Linked DNA regions of Mus musculus: all the other regions are linked to region 2. A link is a contact called in public promoter capture Hi-C data. All regions are on one chromosome and are shown on one strand. Each heading gives the region's core, a stretch centred on a gene start, on an enhancer-like site or on the middle of the called end of the contact. The rest is flanking DNA. Distances are from core to core; before and after follow the strand shown. Region 1 holds the start of Qser1 (glutamine and serine rich 1). Region 2 holds the start of Dnajc24 (DnaJ heat shock protein family (Hsp40) member C24). Region 3 holds the start of Prrg4 (proline rich Gla (G-carboxyglutamic acid) 4 (transmembrane)). Region 4 holds the start of Ccdc73 (coiled-coil domain containing 73).

Evidence for each region. Promoter capture Hi-C pulls out the DNA fragments that hold promoters and counts their contacts.
Region 1: a contact with region 2 is called in a promoter capture Hi-C map of pre-B cells, with 3 times the contacts expected there. The contact joins the promoter of Qser1 here to the promoter of Dnajc24 in region 2. A contact is called at or near these places in 2 of 39 promoter capture datasets (HPC-7-derived erythroid cells and pre-B cells), 1 of 484 Hi-C or Micro-C datasets (CD4 T cells) and 1 of 115 datasets of contacts at active chromatin or transcription factors (astrocytes).
Region 3: a contact with region 2 is called in a promoter capture Hi-C map of hippocampal neurons, with 5 times the contacts expected there. The contact joins the promoter of Prrg4 here to the promoter of Dnajc24 in region 2. A contact is called at or near these places in 3 of 39 promoter capture datasets (hippocampal neurons, liver and pre-B cells) and 1 of 115 datasets of contacts at active chromatin or transcription factors (pancreatic cancer cells).
Region 4: a contact with region 2 is called in a promoter capture Hi-C map of hippocampal neurons, with 6 times the contacts expected there. The contact joins the promoter of Ccdc73 here to the promoter of Dnajc24 in region 2. A contact is called at or near these places in 6 of 39 promoter capture datasets (the 3T3-L1 cell line, 3T3-L1-derived adipocytes, cranial neural crest and 3 more).

The regions. Positions count from the first base shown.
Region 1 is chr2:104,815,401-104,818,100 of GRCm38.p6, forward strand. Qser1 (glutamine and serine rich 1) reads right to left here and starts at 1,296. Exons shown (of 12, transcript NM_001123327.2): 1 at 1,200-1,296. 2310047K21Rik (a long non-coding RNA gene) reads left to right here and starts at 1,522. Exons shown (of 3, transcript XR_003953885.1): 1 at 1,522-2,700.
Region 2 is chr2:106,002,109-106,004,808 of GRCm38.p6, forward strand. Dnajc24 (DnaJ heat shock protein family (Hsp40) member C24) reads right to left here and starts at 1,441. Exons shown (of 5, transcript NM_026992.3): 1 at 986-1,441.
Region 3 is chr2:104,848,588-104,851,287 of GRCm38.p6, forward strand. Prrg4 (proline rich Gla (G-carboxyglutamic acid) 4 (transmembrane)) reads right to left here and starts at 1,263. Exons shown (of 6, transcript NM_178695.5): 1 at 959-1,263; 2 at 489-613. The coding sequence starts at 591.
Region 4 is chr2:104,884,920-104,887,619 of GRCm38.p6, forward strand. It overlaps Ccdc73 (coiled-coil domain containing 73), which reads left to right and starts at 1,405. Exons shown (of 18, transcript NM_177600.4): 1 at 1,405-1,574.

The DNA of each region.
Region 1 (2,700 bases), core at 46-2,545, 1.2 Mb before region 2:
TAAGACAAAGACTAGTTAATTCTTTACACATCTATTCTAAATCATGAATGCGGCACTTTCATAAAAACAAAGGTAATTAGAATGTGTAAAGTGAAATAAAAAGTTCACTCGTGTCGTTTAAATCGTTTAGAAACCTGGTGAGATCACATAGGTACAAGGCTTCCTGTTGGTAGCTGAGGATGAAGTCATTACCAGCCAGGATTTCCCTGTTCTTGGGTCAGAAGCTATACCTACTAGATCGAGTATTGTTTAGGGGAGGCGGTTTTTAAAAAGTACCCCGCTCCCAAAGCCAGACCACGCCTTCCAGTTATCATTCGAATGTGACCATTTCAAAGTGTAGTACTGCTACACATTTCTCGCGAGCTTAAATAGCAAACAGGAGTCCCCATTTTGGGGTCTACTGCCCATGCTGGAGAGCCGCACTATACAATGAAGTGGAGACGGAGAAGCATGCTTTGGGTCTTCGACCTCTAGAGCCTTCTTTGACCACCAGCCCTCAACGCTTCCCAAAACTCAGTCACCCCCAGACACTGAAAGCCAAGAGGGAATCTTGACTTCCTGCCGTTGTTAAAAGCAGAGGAAACCCAAAAGCAACTTTGAACGCGTGGAACACTACATCACTATAAACATATGTCACCCAGCCCCTGCTTTGCATTCGTGTCCCGCCCTGGGGGTTCTCTTGCAGCCCAGTCATCCCAGGACCCCCAGTGTCAGCGACACGGCCCCGCTCCTCGTCATGCCCTGCCACCGCCCTCACCTTCACACTGCCGAAGCCCCCAACACCACATTGTCGGCCACCCAGATTCCAATACAATGGAATGTCACTGCCCAGGACTCCGCGGCGCCCCTTTAGGCCTCCCCGCGGAGTCAGTCCCGGTTCCCCAGATACCGAGGTCAGCCCGGAGCTTAAACTTTACCATGTGGGAGTCCAGCACCGAGAGGTGACTGCGCCCCTCCATCCCACCCAACCTTCCCTTTCTGCCCCACGCCCCGACCCGCCCCAGGAGCGAATCCTGCACCATGCGCCCCCTCCCAGCCGGGACCACCCGCCAGGAGTTGTCCACCGCCTCTCCCGGGAGCAAAGAAGGGCGCCTCGAAGGCTCCCCACCCGGCCTGGGCCCCCGAGAGGGGCGGGCACAGGCCCCGGCGCATCCGCGGCCTTTCCTGGCCCAGTGAGACCCCGCGCCCACCCTCTCTACCTGGCCTTGAGGCTGGGACTGCTGCCGCTGCAGCTGGGGCTGGAGGCGGCGGCCGGGACCCGGGCTTCGTAGGCCCAGGCGGGGGCAGCGGGCTGCGTGGCGGCGCTGGCGGGGGGCGCGGGAGGCTCAGCGAAGCCCGCGGGCGCGTAGTGCGCGTCCATGGCGGGGGCTGAGGCGGCGGGGGCGGGCGGGAGGCGCGGGGAGGAAGAGGCGGTGGCGGGAGCTGCCCCTCACATGGCGCGGCCGGGGGGCGGGGGCGCCTGGGCGGGGGAACCGGGCTGCGGCGGGCGGGCCTCGGCTCGGACGTCAGGAGAGCGGCGGCGCCTGCGGCCGGGACGCGAGGCGGCCACAGCGCCCGCAGCCCGGGCGCCCCATGTTGTTGGATTTCCCAGGATGCACCTCCCGCGCCCTCCGCCCGCTCGTCGCCCCGCCCCCCTCGGCGCCCCGCGCTGCTGGCTGCGGATTCGGGAGCCGGGCCGGACGAGGGCTGCTCCGTGGACGCCCTAGCGGTGAAGAGAAGGCCTACGCGCCGGAGCACCCGCATGGGTGCGGACAGGAGAGGGCTTGCCAGCACTGTGCCTGGAGTTCGTTACTCTGCGCTCCCGGGTTCTTTGAAGGAACTCAAACACTCGATTCCCGCTTGTGATTTCTTTCTCTGCGCCCCAAACCACAGACAAGGGACTGTTGCTTTGCAGTACTCGCTTCCTGCCCAAAGTTTGCTGGGCTTAGAGGATCTGGTTCCTGCTTCCTGGGGGAGATTTCTATTCAAATTGATTCAAATTCAAACGAATTTTGCAGCCCTAGCTGAATGGGCCTTTCCCAGGGGCACTTATTAACTGTCCCCACCCCCCACCTTGGGGATTTTCTTACTCTGGAGTTCAGAATCTTCTATCCCAAGATAAATACCGCCTCATCATTGATTAGTCCAACTACCATCTGGATGACTTTAATTACAATACATTCGAACTCACTATGCACTTTGTTGGGGCTCTCTGCTCAAGATGTTTAATCTCTGCAAGACTCTACCCAAACATTGCCTTATCGGACTTCTAAGCTGTGTGGTGTGAGTAATTTGATGACTTTGAGGTCGTGCCTACCCGAACTGTTTCTCCTTATGAGTAATGAAATTCAGGGATCATATGAATCGTTTGGCTTGTGATCCATAAGTTGAAAGTTAAAACTAACCGTGAAGCTTAGATTTAATGACTATCTCTCCTTTTAAAAAAAATCAATATTGGCTTAACACCTATCACGTGCTTAGCAAAGAGATCTCTCAAGATAAAGACTAGCACAAAGGTTTAAGCCAATCAGACAGGCGTAACGGAAGACCTAATAGAGCTGATACTCTCTATCTCTGGTGACTATCTAAACTTCTGTAATACCTGCCATTAGATCTGCCATCCCCTCCGAGACTGATTTTGTTCTGAGACTATGTTTTCCTCCTGGCGCCTTCATTCTTTTGTTTCTATGCTGTTTTTAGTGAAAAACCTTCTGCACCTGT
Region 2 (2,700 bases), core at 191-2,690:
CCAGAATAAAGAAATATTCCTCCTAGATTCCTTACTACTTGAGTAAATTGCAAGCCCAAGAAAGTCTATATTTCCATTTTAAATGTCCCATAAATGCCATGTACAAGGATACAAGGATATAAAGATACTGAAAACCTATTAAATATTTCATGGAATATGCATATCACCTAAATAAATTTACAATGTTATAAAAAGAAATTGATAATGAGCCTGGGTGATGGATAGGCTTCTAAGAAGCGCTGACACCATTGCATACACTAGCAAGACTTTGCTGAAAGGACCCTGATATAGCTGTCACACAGAAGTGGATGCTCACAGTCAGCTATTGGATGGATCACAGGGCCCCCAATGGAGGAGCTAGAGAAAGTACCCAAGGAGCTAAAGGGGTCTGCAACCCTATAGGTGAAACAACAATATGAACTAATCAGTACCCCCCGAAGCTCTTGTCTCTAGCTGCATATGTATCAGAAGATGGCCTAGTCGGCCATCAGTGGAAAGAGAGGGCCCATTGGTCTTGCAAACTTTGTACAGGGGAACGCTAGAGCCAAGAAGTGGGAGTGGGTGGGTAGGAGAGTGTGTGTGGGGGGGGAGAGGGGTATGGGGAACTTTGGGGATAGCATTGGAAATGTAAATGAAGAAAATACCTAATTAAAATTTTAAAAAGGTATTTCTTATCTAATGGCAAAACTGGCATACAGGTGCTCACTAAACACACAGGAGCTTAATAAGTATGTATGAAACGAACAGATAAAAGGAATGGAATACCAAAGAAATGTTAAGGACATACATAGTTCCTGAATTTCCCTGGTTCGCTTCTTTCTTCTAGAGTAAAAATAAAGACGCACAAAATGACAGCACCGCACGGGCTCGGGGAAAGGGGAGTCCTCTTGCTGGGGCAAAGATCCTCACAGCCCATAAAGACGTTGCTCCCGAAGCTATGCACTCCAGGATGCCACAGTCCTCCAGACTTTAGAAACCAACTCACCCTGAAGCAGCCGCAGCTTGGCGGACACGCGGCGTCCACAGGCAGGCGTCCGCCCCACCGAGGCTGTCCCTGCTGATGCCTTCCCCTGGCTCCACACAGCGTCAGACTTATGGCGCTTCACTTTGGAGCAGGAGTCCACTTGCTGCGGCAGCCGGACGGAAAGCGGAACCCACTTTCTTTTCCGCCGGAAGTTGGAGTACAGCGGGAGTACGTTTCCAGTCGCGCCCTAGTTGTTGGTGCACATTACTGAAAGGCCCCGCCTCCAGTCCAGACGCGGCCGCTATGGTAACGCGTCGGGATTTCTGAGGTTTTGTCAACAGTGAGAGGTACGCAGAGAAATGCCTTTCCTCAATTTGCTCTAATTCTTCCTTTGCCCCGACACCACGATTGTTGCATCCCTCTACATCTCCTAAGGTGCACCTTCATCCTAGGTTCCTCTTACTTTACCTTGAGCAACTCCGGTCCTATTTGTTTATACTGGGGACGGGCAGTTGGTGATAAGGATGAGGATGGCTAACAAATTATGCCTAATAATTTCCGTTAAACCTGAACAACTGACTTAAAATATTTTTTAACTGCAAATCCTTTCCCATTTTCTATCTCTTTGTCGCTTTCGCTTCATCCCAGTGAGACAGCTGCGGAAGATGTTGCTAGAACTATTTTGTAGATGAGGAAACAAATCAAGGACAAAGGCCGGGTATATAATTATCCAGGTGTAGAAACAGCGTTCTTAACAGAATGAACTGTGCTGTTGTGTTCTGTCTCTCTCTCTCTCTCTCTCTCTCTCTCTCTCTCTCTCTCTCCCCCCCCCCCCCCCATTGTATCTGGAGATGAGAATCATCTTAGTTTTGAGACCTTAATATGATCTCCCTTGGCAATACAAAGTAGTTTTGGTGTTGCTACTTTCTTAGATGTACTTTCCCTTTTGTCTTATTTCTTCCAAATATCAATTCAAGAAGCACCAAAGATAAAATTAGGTAGGAAATATTCTAATAGGATAAATTATTTACTGTAATGAGCATTGCATGACGTAAGGAAAAACTGCAGAATGATACAGTTGACTTTAAAATCTAAATATAAAAGCACAGATTGGGTTCTCCAATGGATAGATTTTGTCATGTTTAAAGCAAAGACCATTATACAGTGGCAGGATCTAGCTTCATTCCTGGGCTTAGAAAACTATGTGTGTGAGCCTACCAAAATGCATAGTGAGTATTGTGAATCTCTCCCTGTACAATATTATAAGAAAGCCCCCATATACCTTACCTAGCCCTCAAATAATCCTTCTTGACCCTTGTCTGTATACAGAAATATGTTCAAGAAGTCCAATTTTGAGAACAAAAGTTTTGATATACTATTCCATCAGGTTATTGTGTAATTTATTTTCTTTAGCCAGTTTGTTTGATGTTTTTTCATATGAACTCACAAATGCTTTTCATTCTCATCTCCAAGAATTCTAGCATTGTGCACTAAATGAGATGAACTTTTTGCTTTATCTCCAAGGTGTCCTTGGTCAACCTAAGCTGTCAATATTTAATTGATATCATCCAATAAATACATTCTCTTTAACTTTCTCTGTTTCAAAGATGTCTTATCGGTGGTTTGCTTGGGTATGTATTCAGACACTTGAAACATTGAGTCTGGTGGTTCTGTTTCTGAAAATATATTTGGTAAAACTCACTTCTTCACAAACAACTTATTGCTGTTGTTGTGTT
Region 3 (2,700 bases), core at 13-2,512, 1.2 Mb before region 2:
GGGTCATCCTACCTTCCAGCCCTTGCTCTGGATCTCACAAATCCAGACTAGGGGACAGGATGTGGCTCAGCGGTAGAGCACTTGTCTATATGGGGACTCCCAGCGGTGCACAAACAAGTCCTGACAAGAGTCTGGCCTCCCTGTCAGTCTTCCAAGAAGCAGCCTTCCTCTTTATAACTAACACACAGCTTCATCTAGGAAACGACAACTCACTGACTTTCGGACTTCGAAAAAGGCTTTCAATTTAGTCAACCACAAACCAGGTGTTAAACATCTGTTTACTAAGGGAGATACGTTTGTACATATTATAGTTAAAAACCCACAACTCTAAACAAGAAAGCCACAAATTAAAACATAGGATATGCTGTTGCACTGTGGTTCACGGGGGCGTGTAATTCCCCCTACCACACTTTGGCTTGAGATCTACACAGTAGACCGCAACTGGTTTCAGAAGTGTTTTCCCCCAATCGGCAGCCATGCTTGCTTACCTTCTTCTGGGGCATGTTCGGAATCCTTTAGGCTTCTGATACAATGAGGAACTGCGAGGGTAAGTCTGGGCAGCTGGCTGAGTACGATCAGAAGTGGAAACATAGTCTAGCAACTGTCAAACAAACTAAAACAAAAGTGACAACGACATTAAAAGAAAAGAAAAGAAGCAGGCCAAGTCTCAGCCTGTTGGGTTTTAGTCGGAACTGAGTCAACAACGACCTGTTGCACCCCACGGGTCGCTCTTAATCTATGGGACCCAAGGCGCTCCGGGCAGGTGGCACCTCCGGAGCGCCTGGGAACAAAAGGTACTCCCGGGAAGCTGCGGAGGAGAGTTCGGACACTGGCCCAGGCAGACGCGACTCTCGCCCACGCTGACAGGCAGCTAGGTGCTGGAATGCCACTGTCGAGACATCGTCTCTGGATGACTCTCCCACTCCTCCCCGCCCCGCCTCGCCGCTGGTCGCCGCACCTGTGTCCCCGGGCGCATGTTCCAGCAGCCCCTGGGCGGGAACCGAGTTATCCGCTTGGCCCGAGAGGTGGCCTGGCCCTGAGTCGCGGACGCCTCTGGATCTCGGCGACAGTCGGAGCCTAGCTCTTCGCGGCTCCAAGGCGACACCAGGACGCAAAAGAGGCGCCCAGGATCCGCGCAGGGGCGCTCGGGGAACGTGCGCCGCACGGGGCCCAGCTTGTGTGCTGGAGCCACTCCCACCGCTACCGGACGAGGAGGTCACCTGGCAGCGCTCCACCTCCCGCTCTCGGTCCCCAGCCCTTCTCGACTGAGACCCGGACGCTCACACTTTGGCGGCCTATCAGAGCGCCCTCCCGAGGTTACCTTCGGTCAGCTGTTCTCGCAGGGTGGTCCAGGGATGAGAACATAGCATTCATCCGAGAAAATATACTTTGTTAGTGATTTGCATTGTCACATGACCAAAAATCAATTAATAGCAATTACAAAGTTCTCAGATGTATTTCACCAGGTCTGGGTTGTCTACAAAAATACTTTCAAATATGTCCCCGAGTCAAAATTGTTTCCACGACAACAATGCAAGGTTTCACCTCTTTTACTTTCATTCTTTCCCTCCTTGGGTTTACAGTGGAAATTTCCAGAAGCTGTTTGACATGTGATGATATCATCACTCTGCTAACTAATAAGCCTCCAGTGGATGAATACTTGTGATGCTTAATATCTTCCATACTACTAGGTTAGTGTCGGTATGTAAATTTAAACAAAATGTGACAAATTGTGTTTGTTCTCAGAATATTTCTGCTTTTATTAGATATCTTTGGCCGTAGCTACCCATATACCCAGACAGCTAAAAAGTTCATCCTTCTTGAACAAATAATCTTAGATCTTGAACTTTTCGTTGAGTTTTTTTCTTTTTTCTTTTTTTTTTTTTGAAACAGCAAGAGCATAAGCACCCTTAATTGTCATGAGATGAAGTTAAATTTTGAAAATTTCTCTATTTAAAAATGTTGTGTGAGAGATATAATTAAAAATAATTCAAGAGGCCCAGAGCTCGAGGTGTGAGAAGATAGGAGAACAGTGTCTCACCACACTCTTCATGTCCAAACAGCATGCGCTGTTACTCTTGGGAACGCTATTTAAATTTTGCTCTTTGGCCAGAGTAGCCTGGAACTTCATACAGTTGAAACAGAGCACAGTGAAATGGCATTCCCACTCCTTTCTAGTCTCCAGTTAATTCACTTTTCACCAAATTTGTTTTCTTCCCTGAAAGGCTATTATCTATTTTATTCTGATTAATGGATTCAAGTAAGAATTTCCATATGTTTTGCAGACGTTGTTTTTGTTTCCTTCCAAACACTATCCATGCCCCACGCCCTAGAGGCTTAAGCGGTCTGGAAAATGGAGTCTGCTCTTTCACCTTACTTAAGCAGTGGAGATCAGACTGTGGAGAAGCTAGAAATACCTTATGGTTGAGCACAGGAATCGGAAGTATCTCTCAGGAGACCCATTCTCCTGCTCCCTCATTTAGACAACCTGTGGCTGGAAGCCCTGGGAAGAGAGGGATAAACACCATTTTGCTTTTGGGAGAACTGAGTCTTTCTGAGATCTGTATCTAACAATGTAGACTGTCAAGTTCTACTAGGGCAAGGGCAGATTTCGTTACTTCCTTTCCAGTACGCAGAAAAAGCCTCTCCTGGTTATTATATTCAGTACATTTTGTTAGGTGGCAGCTATTTATTGTTAAG
Region 4 (2,700 bases), core at 155-2,654, 1.1 Mb before region 2:
TTAAAATATTCCTTGCAGCAGGAATAATTATACTTATTTATCAGGTCTGAATGACTGAAAAAAATACAGTTATCCCATGTTATAACTTTTTACTTTGACTTATAATTCCTTGAGAAGCTATGAGGATAGTTGTTTTCTGTGTTCTCTGATTGACTAAAAGAAAAAAAAAAATCAAACAGAGTTTAAGGCAAGTACACATAGTCCTAATTTGAAAATGTAAAGCTTAGAGAACAGGAAGCTAGCTTACAACACTCAGGCCTGGGATCCTGGAGATAACCTGGAGAAATGTGGATAGGAATTATTAGAAGAGGATGGTAACAGCCAAACACTTCTAGATTTGATAGCAATGTGAAACAGAGAGCTTTACAAAGCAGGTTTTTTTGGTATTATTTTGTGTATATAAGCGTTTTGACTTGTATGTGTATTTGTGTACCCTATGCATGTCAGAGTCCTTTCAGATTTTGGTAGCATGGATAAGCTCTGTAGGCCTGGAACATACTGTATTAATAGTTGTATGGAATGAGTTCTCACCTGTGAACCATCGTGTTAGGTTTCAGAATAGAGAAGAGGTGCAATCAATAAGATTAGAATTTCTTTTTCTCTAAAGTTAAAAATTATCTCTGTCTCTCCTTCCCCCATCCCTTCTCTTCTTCTACCCCCTCCCTGTTTCCTGTTCCCTTCTCCCTGGCACAGGAAGCGATAAGAGGACAACGAGTGATAGAACTAAGAGGTCGTCAGGTCTGGTAGCAGGTGACTTCACCTGCAGAGCCATCTTGTTGCTCCCTACATTTCCTTTTCTATGTAATATTTCGCTTAAAAAACAAATAAACAAAAAACTACATTGTCTTCTTGATGAATAACATATTCATGAACATCAAACATCCAAAATCATAAGGTATTAAATGGATAGGCACCTCCTCCTTCTTATTCTTACAGCGTTCGTTGTTCCTAATCAATAACACTGGTTGGTATTTTTTTGTTATTGTTTGCTTTTAAATTGTTCCAAAGACTATTTAAAATGAACATAACAGAACATGGTGGCATAGTCCTTTAATTCCAGCACTTTGGATGTAGGTACAGGTAGGCGGATCTCTGTGAGTTTCAGGTAGCCAAGGCTACATAGTAAGACACTGTCCCAACACCCCTCCCCCGCCTCCAAATAATACGCAGGGCGGCAGTGGTGGTCTTCCCAGCGCTCAGGAGGCAGAGGTAGGCAGATCTCCGTTTTCGAGGCCAGCCTGGTCTGCAGAGTGAGTTTCATAACAAACAGGGCTACAAAGAAGAGCCCTGTCTTGAAAAAGAAAAACTAACATACGTCCGCTCCAATTCCTTAAATGTAGCCGCACAAATGCGGACTGAAAACCGGAAGCGCCTTTGGGTAGGGGAAGATGACCCGGAAGTGCTGAGCACTGAGCGGTCTTCGCTGAGGTAAATCAGGCATTGCGTTGAGCGCTGTTTGAGGTCGCTCTAATATTTTCACCCAGTTTCTTACCAAGGTCGCCCTGGACCTCAGGTGTCCCACCAAATCCTCGTGCTGACTTCCCCAGGCCTGGTCGCCCTCAAGTCTCCTTCAGGTGGGTCTAGACTTCCACCTCGGCCGCCACCCATCAGGTCTGCTGGTTGGTAATACGATGCTTGCGTTTTCTTAATAGGGTTGTGTGCTTTAGGGTGCTTGCTTTTGTTTGACCCACGTTTACGTTATGAATACAGTGTTATAATGTTGGACACCCTTGTCAAAAGTTTTGACGGAGTCGACTGCTCAGAGACAGGGTTTCTCTGTGTAGTCCTGGCTGTCCTGGAACTCACTCTGTAGACCAGGCTGGCTTCGAACTCAGAAATCCTCCTGCCTCTGCCTCCCAAATGCTGGGATTAAAGGAGTGCGCCACCACTGCCTGGCATTTTGTCACATTTAAAAAACTTAGTAAATTGGTGGGTATTACTTTACAGAACAGTTCAAGTATAGGGCAAAAATTATAAATCATGGAAGTATGTAAATATTCAAAGAAATTTTTAGATTTTCCGTATTTCTTCTGGTAATTTTATTCTGTCAGATTTTGAGTTAAGGTCTTGATTTGTATGTAATGCAGGAGGACGTCCAAATCTTTTATCCTCCTGCCTGAGCCTCAGAATGCAGGAATTTGACAGTATTATTTATTCTTCATGTGTGTTTTTTACAGACAGATTTAATTGGAAATTTGCTGGGAATAAAATTTCTGTCTTCAGCCAAGCAGTGGTGGCAAACATCTTTAATCCCAGCACTCTGGAGGCAGAGGCAGGTGGATGTATGTTCCAGGCCAGCCTGGTTTAAAGGCTTAGTTCGAGGACAGCCAGGGCTATACAGAAACCCTGTCTTGAAAAATAACAACAAACAAAAATTACATCCCCGCCCAACCAAAACCAAACCAAACCAAAACAAAAAAAAAAAAAAAAAACACACAACAAAACAAAAAACTGTCTTCTTAATCCCTATAATGCTGAATTGAATTATGGGCTTAAATTATTCATACATAATTCCGATCTTCTACCTCATGTAGAATTTTCAAAAAAAGTGAGTGTGAACTGTCAAAGAATTTATGGGATCCTGTATTTAATTGCTACCTTCTGTTTCAACCATGTGGAGTCCCTTAAGAGTCATTCATTGGGGGCTGGAGAGATGGCTCAGCGGTTAAGAGCACTGACTGCTCTTCCAAGGGTCCCAGA